Linked DNA regions of Mus musculus: regions 1 and 2 are each linked to region 3. A link is a contact called in public Hi-C data. All regions are on one chromosome and are shown on one strand. Each heading gives the region's core, a stretch centred on a gene start, on an enhancer-like site or on the middle of the called end of the contact. The rest is flanking DNA. Distances are from core to core; before and after follow the strand shown.

Region 1 (2,994 bases), core at 128-2,627, 340 kb before region 3:
ATCTTATAGAGTTGGATTAATAAACAGCATGGTATTGCCATAAACCGACAGATAGACTAATGGAATAACAACAGAAATGCCCAAACATGACTGCATGCAGCTACAGCTGACTGATCTTTGACAAATGTGCCACAAATACACATTGGGAAAAGACAGCATCATCAATAAACTACTGGAAAAATGAGATGTTTGCATGAAGAAGAACAAACTGGACCCAAATTTATCACCCAGCACAAAAATGAGCTCTGAACGGATCAGAGACCTCAATGTGAAACTTGAAACACGGAAACTGCCAGGAGGAAGCAATCATAGGCAGTGCCCAAAAAGATAGAGCTGTCTGTAACGACCCTCTGTCCAGGACTCTGTCAGCTCAGGAATTAACCATTGACCAGTGGGTTTCACTGTGTAGCCCTGGCTGTCCTGGCTCTCACTCTGTACAGCCAGGATGTCGGGGATTGGTCTGCCTTTGCCTCTCAAGTGCTGGGATTAAAGGTGTGGACCACCATCGCCCAGCAGCCAGCAGCCCATCTTTCTATTCCAGACTAGAACCAGGTCTAGTGTTCTTATCTTGTCTGTAGTGAGACTCCCTTCCTATTCAGTGTGCGGTGTCTATAGAATGAGACATGGAGGCAGATAAAATAAAATGAAAACACTGGTTCTCAACCTTCTTAATGCTGTGACCCTTCAATATAGATCATCATGTTCTGGTGACCCCAACCAAATAAAATTGTTTTCATTGCTACGTCATAGCTGTAATTTTACTACTGTAAAATAGCCATGTTTTCTGATGGTCACGGCCCCCAGCTTTAGAACCATTGGTCTAGGAGGTGTGATAGCTGATGGGTATCTGAGAATGGGCGTTTGCTTTAAACCTTTAACTTTTAAAGTGCTCTAGCACGGGAGACTTATTTCCATGACATTTTTTTTTTTTTTAAAAAGAAGAAAGCCTGCTGCTTGTGGACCTGTGAAATAAAGGCATTATGTTCTCAAGCAGAAAACCTGCCTTCCCCAAGAGACACGTACCTGGCCATATTAAAAAGGATTTCCATAGGCATCTGTTTCTCAGATGTGGTCCTAAAGCCTCAGGGGTCAGAAATGTAGACTGCTGGAATCTGGGGGGTGTGGGAGGTGCTTGCAGGGAGCCTCTCACTGGACTGTTTCCCTTGGCCCCCGGCCTCTGTTTCTCACACAGTGATCTCAGACTGTGCATGCTTTCCTACCTGTCTTTCTTTGGTATGGAACCCCCAAAAGACCCTTTGGTCAGGTACCACAATTCTTCCCGAGTACAGAGGAAAATCAAGATGAGGGAGGAGCCTCGTGTAAGGGAAAGGCTCGGGGTAACAGAAGCAGAAACATATGCGCATTTCATCCAGCAGGGGGCAGTGAGATCACGTGGCTACACTAAGCGAGGCAACCCAGACCCCAGGACCAAAGCTGAGAGCTGCTTTTGCTCTCCAAGGTGGATTCCAGGACCTGGTACCTGCCATCGCTCAAGCCCTCCGCAGGTTTTGTAAGAGCTTTTTCCATTTGATAATTTATAGGAACACTACTTGCTTCCCTTCTGTCCAGTGGCTTATTTAGAATGGCTGAGCACGTTTTAATAAATCAGCAACCCTCCAAATGTGAAGGGAAATAAAATGTTTTGCAGCCCGGGGACGGCGAGGGTTTGTCTGCCTTGAGCACTCCTGTGACAGGACGATCAAATAAAGACAAGGTTGTGGTTTTGATCTCTCTGGAGGCTGATTACTTTGTTCTATTGTGTGGTCAAAGGCCTCACTACCAATGTGTTTAATCACCTAGAAATGCTTGCTTTGCATCTAGGAGGTCAGCTGTGTTGCAGGGTCAGAGAAATTTACTAGGGCTAGGGAAAAAGTTCGGTCTTAACATGATGCAGTCGCTGTTTAAAAATCTCTCTCCTTGAAGGTGATAGACAACGCCTGTGAAAGTAATGGAGTGGTGTTCAAATCCATTCGCTGTTCCTGTGATAATTCACTTGCACACAGGGAGAGTGGGTTTTGCCATTTGAAAACACAGTCAATTCTCTCTGCTTCAGTGGATCATCTCTATAGGATCTTATCTTCTCTCCCTTGGTTGGTCTCAGAGAAGGGCAGAGGTCGAGAAGAGCCTGGGAAGAAAGAGCCGATAGAAACGACATCCTTCTCACTCCACTGCCTTTTAAAGTCACTTGTCATTTTGCATGAGCTCTTCTCCCTGCGACAGGTATGCGGGTCAAATGGCTTCTTCAAGAGGATACCCAGAACTCCTCACCCTGCGTGCCTCATAGATGAAAGTCCACCTTTCTTTTTTGCTTCATTTTGTACTGCCCCAGAGAGCCCTGTCTCATGGTCCTTCACCTCAGTAGCTCTGCCAAAAACATACTCAGTTTTGCAAGCCAGATTTCCAAGATCCATGCCCGACACCTTACTTCTCTTGACTTCTTGTTTCACTACCAAATCTCAGTAACTCTGTTGTCTTTAAATATAACGTTCCCTCATCTGTGTCACCACCCCTTTTTTCTACGATGTCTCCATTTCTTCTGGACATGTTAGTAACCTCCACTGGTTACTAACAACAATAAATGTATCCACTATTATCCTTTTGCAAATGAAGCTTGTGTTGCTCCGGCCACAAGGTTGCCCCAGAGCAGGTCTGTTAATGTTTTTCCTATATAGGATCAGGACCAATCTACCATTAATAACTCTTCTCTGAACCGGACATGGAAGCAGAGGGAGCATGCTTTGATGCACCGAGACACCATGCAATCCCTGTATCAAGTATCTCACGCTCCTGGTCACACACTGACTTAGGAACAGAATACTATGGGGCACTGTCTCATTCTGCTGTGAGCAGGAGAGACACTACAGGCAGAGGGAGAGGAGGTGAGGCTCCAGGCAAGCTTCATGGAGCTCTCTGCAGGAGACAGGCTTGTTCAGAGCTTAGAGTTGTCTACTAGGGAATAAAGTCTCTTCTTTGGGGGATTCGGAATCTAGAGTG
Region 2 (3,115 bases), core at 548-3,047, 360 kb before region 3:
TGTAGGAAAAGGTCGATATCTGATATTGTCTATAAACTCAGTTCAGAGACATGACAGCTATGAAATCAAGCTGTCCTTGGATCTGTAGAGGCGCTGACATTTTTCAGTGACAGTGTTTTGTAGTTAAGGACCCAGTCGTATGGCACTTTGCGGTTTATAAAGCATATTTACATACATTCTATGGCAGGGTGAAGACAGAATGCCCCAGTTCTTCACTCTTCCCAGGATAGGCGCCGCGTCAATGTGATTTGATAGCCAATAGGCCACTTTCAGTCTGGGCTGGCCTTGTGACTTGTTTTAAGTAATAGAATGTAGTGTAACTAATGTGCCAGACTCTGACCCAAGGACAAAGGAGGAAGTCATGCTTTCTTTCTCAGGACCCCTGATTTTCTGTACTGGGGCCAGCTTAGCCTAGCCTGTCCAGATGGGGAACTACATGGAGCACAGACAGCCATTGCAGTGAGCCTACCACATATCAGCCAAGATGCCGATAACTATCTCCACCACACCCCCAAGCCCAACAAAAGCCCATGACTCGTTAAGCTACTTAGACATAGAAGTGGTAAATTAGTTGTTTTTTTCTTTCTGACATTAAGTCATTGTGAGAGAAAGCTAAAAAACCACCTTTTGGTGACTCCAGAAAGCATGATAATCATTGTTGCAGAGAAGGTGGGTGGCTTCAATTCAGTGCCTTTGTAGTTGGTGAAAACCTAGGGGTCTGGCATCCACTAGTTGTAGAAACTGGGGCTGATTGAGTTTTCAGAACTGGTTCCTATAGCTAGAAAGTGATATAATAGAATTTCCCTTGCAGAGTCACTCTGAAGATTACAGTAGCTAAGCCGTGTAAAGGGCTAAGTTCATGTAAACACTGTAAATTTGAGCTCTTACAATGATAGCGATATCAAGAATTACTCAAGGTTTCATGTTTGGGAGTCAGGGACCAAGTCTTCAAGTTAGTTTTGAAAGCAGGGTTCCTGATTCCTGACTAAGACAGTTGTTATTTCCCTCTCCTTCCCATTTCTGCTTTCTGATCTCATCTGAGAGCTTATTTTAAGTTTCTAACTCACCAGCAGGCTGTTCTAGTTCATAAGACCTTCTAAAAAAGTTAAAGTGAGCTGAAGTGCAATGAGTTATCTGATTCAAGATTTATTAGGGAGAAGGCAGAATATTCTTATAGGAAAACAATGGGCCTATCATCCCGTAGTTGCCCGTAAAACCAGAACCGTCTCCCACACAGATCTCTTAGGCATGAAGAAAGCTTGCTAGACAGAAATCTGAATAGCTGGGCTCAAAGGCAGAGGAACTTCTAAATATAGAAGTTAGCAATGTCTGATGACACTGTGACCCCACAGGTATTTTCACAAAGTGAATGTTTTGATGCATATTCTAGGATTCAGAAAACAAAAACAAAAAACAAACAAAAGAACAACAGCCCACTAATAGTGCTTTGCTCCTGAAGCATTTTCTCTTTATCCTGCAGGAAGATTCTTTTCATGCCATAGTCAGCTCTCATTTGCCTGCCTCTGCCTACTTGAGGCTACATCTTCATTCTTGTGCTTTTACTTTCTTGAAAGGAAGGGAGCTCCGGGGAGCAAGCTTCTTAGTCTAGTTTGACCCACTGTGCCCATTTGTTCAGTACAATGCTTTGTTCAGATGGGGTTTCTTCACCAGCTCCTCATCAGCCAGAAGGCTTTCTGTCCAGTGCTTAGGGGTGTGTTGGTCAGCAAGCATTGCTCGTGGAAGAGCGTTAGGTACAGATGTTCTTGGGAAGAGATCTGTGTGTCCCACTGTCTAAACTTCCCCAAAGAAGGGAAATATATATCAAGATTATTTGTGGAAACAATTACTCAGTGCTGTTGGCTGCATCAGAATGTCTCTTAAGTAAGATTTGGAAGCCTGCTATTAATCAAGTTGCCTTGGGAAAGATCACCACTTCCCTCAGGATCCCGCTTTTAGCAGCAAAAAGCAGATGTTTTTCTAGATAAGAAACAAGCATTTTCAACGAAGCATGCCGAGTTTAGTCATCGAGAAACAGGGAATCTAATGTACGCACACGGTTGTGCTCCCCCCCCCCCGGATTATTCCCTCCAATCAAGCTAACAAGACCTGGTTGCCCGCTTTCTGGGGTTGCTGGAATTTCTCTTTTGGATCAAGATTTTCTATCATTTCTAGCTTCAACCTAGTTTAACCATGAAAAGCCTAATGATTTAACCTGGGTATAATTCTATGCCTGTTTTAAATAAATCAGTGATTGTGGACATGCAAGCATACTTTTTGAAAACATGCCCACTTATGTTATCCTTTTAGAATTTCTACTTCTTTGAGAAGTTTATTTTGTGAGTATTGGTGCTTTGACTCAAATATATTCATGCACCATGCATATACTTAGAACCTGTGGAATCCAGGAGAGGGCATCCAATTTCTTGTAACTAGAGTTATTATAGACAGTTATTAGCTGCCACATGGGTGCTGGGAATAGAATCTAGGTCCTCTGGCAGAATAGCCAGTGCTCTTAAGTTCTGAGCTATCTTCCTAACCCTGAACTGTCCACTGCTTTATATAATCTTTGACATTCCATTAAGTAGCAAACCAAATGATATTTTGAATTAAAAATGTCTTAAATTCTACTTGTATTTTATGAAAATGACAAGTCTAAAGAAGATCACTCATTCAGTTTGTAGCATAAAAACAAGATTTTTGCCTGTTTGATATTTGCCTTTCCCACATGATTGTTAAGGCAGAGACTCTCATAGCAAAGAGAAGGATATATAGCCAGGCAATGAACCCTCCCATCCTTTAGCAGCAGGGAGACTTAAATCCTTGAAGTCAGCATTGGGTGGTACTGTGAGGGTGACTTAGGCTGTACACTCTATGGTGCAGTCCTTCAGGTGTTCCATTTGATGACTTTCATGGTTGACCTCTTCTAGAAGAGCTCTCATCACCAGAAAAGAGAACAAACCCGTGTGGTACAGCACATTTTATTATAAATGCTGTCATTAGCTACTTAATCCCTTTCTCTGCAAAGCCCCATTAGTGGTGTGAGCACAGGCAGTGAAACAACCTGAAAGTTGACTCAAGGGTAAATCTCAAGGTCTCTAATGTACACTTTCCACAG
Region 3 (2,834 bases), core at 13-2,512:
GATTCACCACCAATGTTTATAGCACAGCAGTTTGAGCTTCCTAAACAGCTCCTTCAAACCAGCTTTGTTTTTCTGGCTCCCTCATTCATTAAAACATTCCATAACACTCACAGTCAAATACAGTTGCTGTCTGAACTTTTTTCAAAAGTGTACTCTGGTTGCATCTTGAGTAAATTTATAGCCTTCTTAGTACTAACATGCAAGAGATTTATTAGTAAAAACATTGGCGAGTATCTGTTGTACATGTGTGATAAGGATTTCTTAACCACATGGGATATTTTATTGATATAAAATCTACACAACTGTCTCTAGGGATGTATGTGAGGTTGAGAAGTTGAGGTGCACAAATAAGGGACATATTCATTCTGTATCAATCATATTAGTCAGATTTCTATTGCTGTGACAGGTACCTGACAAAAATCAACTTAAGGAAAATATCATTTTCGCTCATGGTTGTAGGTGATTCATCCCTTGGATGTTTTGTTGTTTTAAGACAAGTTGGGATAGAAAATTAATACAGAAATGATAGCAGAGGTCTGATTGTTTAATGGTGTCTGGAAAGAAAACAACAAAAAAGGAAGCTGGGGTCTCGTTTTCCCCTTTACAAGCAAGCAAGCCTCAAGTCAAGACCCAGTTTCTTCAACTGGGTCCTAACACGTAAAGATCCTGTCCTCTCCCAGTAGTGTCATGTGCTAGGGACTAAGCCTTCATTAAATGGGCATTCAGAGGAGATATCCTATTCCATATTTAATATCAGTATATTGTATATACACACACACACACACACAACACACACATATATTAAATAACTTTGGAATTCTCTCCTCTAAAGAGAAAATATCTTAACCATTCTAATCAAAACCCAGACAGTTTACAACTCAAAAAAGCAAGAAAGGACCAAACCCAAGACATTATGAAGAAAGTCTTTGCAACACAAAGGGTGACAAATAACTGGTGTCATAAAGCAAGAAATCATCTTTAAGGAACAAAGAACAGATTCCCAGGAATTCTGCTGTTCTTGGTAGCTGGAGAGTTTTTAAAAGTCATTGAGACCATAAAGCAGAAAGCAACTTAGCAGAAGGCAAACAGGGTTTCAGAATGGAATGTACTTTCCTGGTCTACTCTGCCTCCACATTTATCTCCACTGAAAGTCCTTTGTCTCCTTCAGAAATATATTTTTACTCTCCTTAACAGCTTCCTACAGTTCTAGCTTTGTGGGTATTTGGACATGGATAAATCAAAGAGATCTTAGCGTTTAAGTGTGTATCTAGCAAGCTGGGTGCCATAAATTGAAGTCCATTGTGAATCTACTTTATGATATATCGTAAATGAGTGTGTTGCTTTTGTTTACCATCTCAGTTAGAATACCAGCTTTTTCCTAAAGTAGGGATTTTCTGTCACTAGTAGAGTTTGTTTGGAAGTATTTTCTTATGAGCAGATGCAAAAAAAAAAGGACAGCAAAGTCCTGCAGCGTTTGGAAAGCCTTCTCTTTGTGACCGTGGGTTCTTCTGCTCTTCCCTGTGAATATGATTTCTTGGGAGCAGATTTTCTGCATTCCAAGTCATGTGCTGACCTTACATTAAAAACAAGGAAAACTTTTAATATGCTTGTTTAATAGTCATCTCAATCTGTACCTTCAGATCGTAGAATTTTATATAAAGTACATAGTTAATCAATGTTTTAAGGGAGGGTATTTTAGCTTGATTTTCCTCCATTGTAATTAAAAGTGAAGACAAAGTGTTGTTTTTAAAAACTGCTTATCAAAACACTTGTACTGAAAGGTTAGCTCAAAATATAATGATTGCATAAAATACAACCTATGGGCAGCATCATACTACCATCTGAACTACCAGAAAAATAACTGATTTTGGTGGGTTCCATAAATTCCAAACATTGAAGATCTCAAAAATTTTAAGAGTATCTTTTCTTATTCTGTCATGAAATAATCAGTGTTCATGTACATGAATGACAAGGAAGTCTTCTGGCTCTTTTCTCACAATATTGTATATTTTATTGTACATAAAGATTCTACTTTATTTGAAACTCCTTATTTTCATAAAATCACCAGATTGTTTACAGCTTATAAATTTTACCTACTCATGGCTTCAAATTACTTATTGTAATTCCTGTCTAGACATGCTTTAGTTAGTGGACCTTCCATGGGCATTGCTACGACAGGGTTTTCTTTTAATACCCACTGAATTTCTTATTAGTCTCATGTTTTATTTTTTTCTCAGAAAAACCTTATTCTCTTTAAGTAGTTTATAACAAACAGTAGATTATAACCCATATGGCATTTAGTATATAATAAAAAATTTCTGTGTTTTGTTATTTGAAACTAAGTCTGGAAAACACTATAAACTAAATCTTACAGACAATATCGGAAACTTCACTTGACTATGTAAATTACCCCCATTTAATTTTCTCTTAATATTCATTTATTGCAATCATAGCCCTATTTACTCTGAGTATTCTAATTATATTTAAATTATGAACATTTAATCTACTTTTTCCATTAATTAATTCATTTATTCACTTTATATCTTATCCAATTTAAGTGTAATACAGAAAGAAAATGTTGTATTGGCAGCATTGACTCTTTTGTCTTAACGTGAATGCTTAAAATACCTTTTAAAATAAGTTTGGCAAAGTCTTTAATCATCACATTATATTAAACACTGGAAATTTTTCCTGAGTGAGGGTAATTTGTTATTCAGTTTTGCCACCAACTTGCTGTGTAGTTGAGGGTGTTTGTACTGCTGATCCTACACAGCTTCTACCTCCAAGGTCTGAGACTAGAAGCATGTGGGGATGGATGCAGGATGTCCAGCAAG

What was found. A called contact is a pair of places that touch in the nucleus more often than the background predicts.
Region 1: a Hi-C map of uterus shows a contact between it and region 3, with 5 times the contacts expected there. The contact joins two enhancer-like sites. A contact is called at or near these places in 4 of 484 Hi-C or Micro-C datasets (all in uterus).
Region 2: a Hi-C map of uterus shows a contact between it and region 3, with 3 times the contacts expected there. The contact joins two enhancer-like sites.

The regions. Positions count from the first base shown.
Region 1 is chr17:82,856,099-82,859,092 of GRCm38.p6, reverse strand. The region is part of intron 4 of Gm34265 (a long non-coding RNA gene); the gene reads left to right. Among named protein-coding and RNA genes, the nearest start is that of Gm41629, 14 kb to the left of the region's middle. Within about 2 kb of position 1,377, at least 27 of the 459 cell types and tissues checked have an H3K27ac peak or open chromatin away from gene starts, as enhancers often do. A contact at or near this core is called in uterus, where this site is marked.
Region 2 is chr17:82,876,168-82,879,282 of GRCm38.p6, reverse strand. The region is part of intron 4 of Gm34265 (a long non-coding RNA gene); the gene reads left to right. All of the region lies in intron 1 of Gm41629 (a long non-coding RNA gene), which reads right to left. Among named protein-coding and RNA genes, the nearest start is that of Gm41629, 5.9 kb to the right of the region's middle. Within about 2 kb of position 1,797, at least 3 of the 459 cell types and tissues checked have an H3K27ac peak or open chromatin away from gene starts, as enhancers often do. A contact at or near this core is called in uterus, where this site is marked.
Region 3 is chr17:82,512,344-82,515,177 of GRCm38.p6, reverse strand. No RefSeq gene overlaps it. Among named protein-coding and RNA genes, the nearest start is that of Gm34211, 110 kb to the left of the region's middle. Within about 2 kb of position 1,262, at least 3 of the 459 cell types and tissues checked have an H3K27ac peak or open chromatin away from gene starts, as enhancers often do. A contact at or near this core is called in uterus, where this site is marked.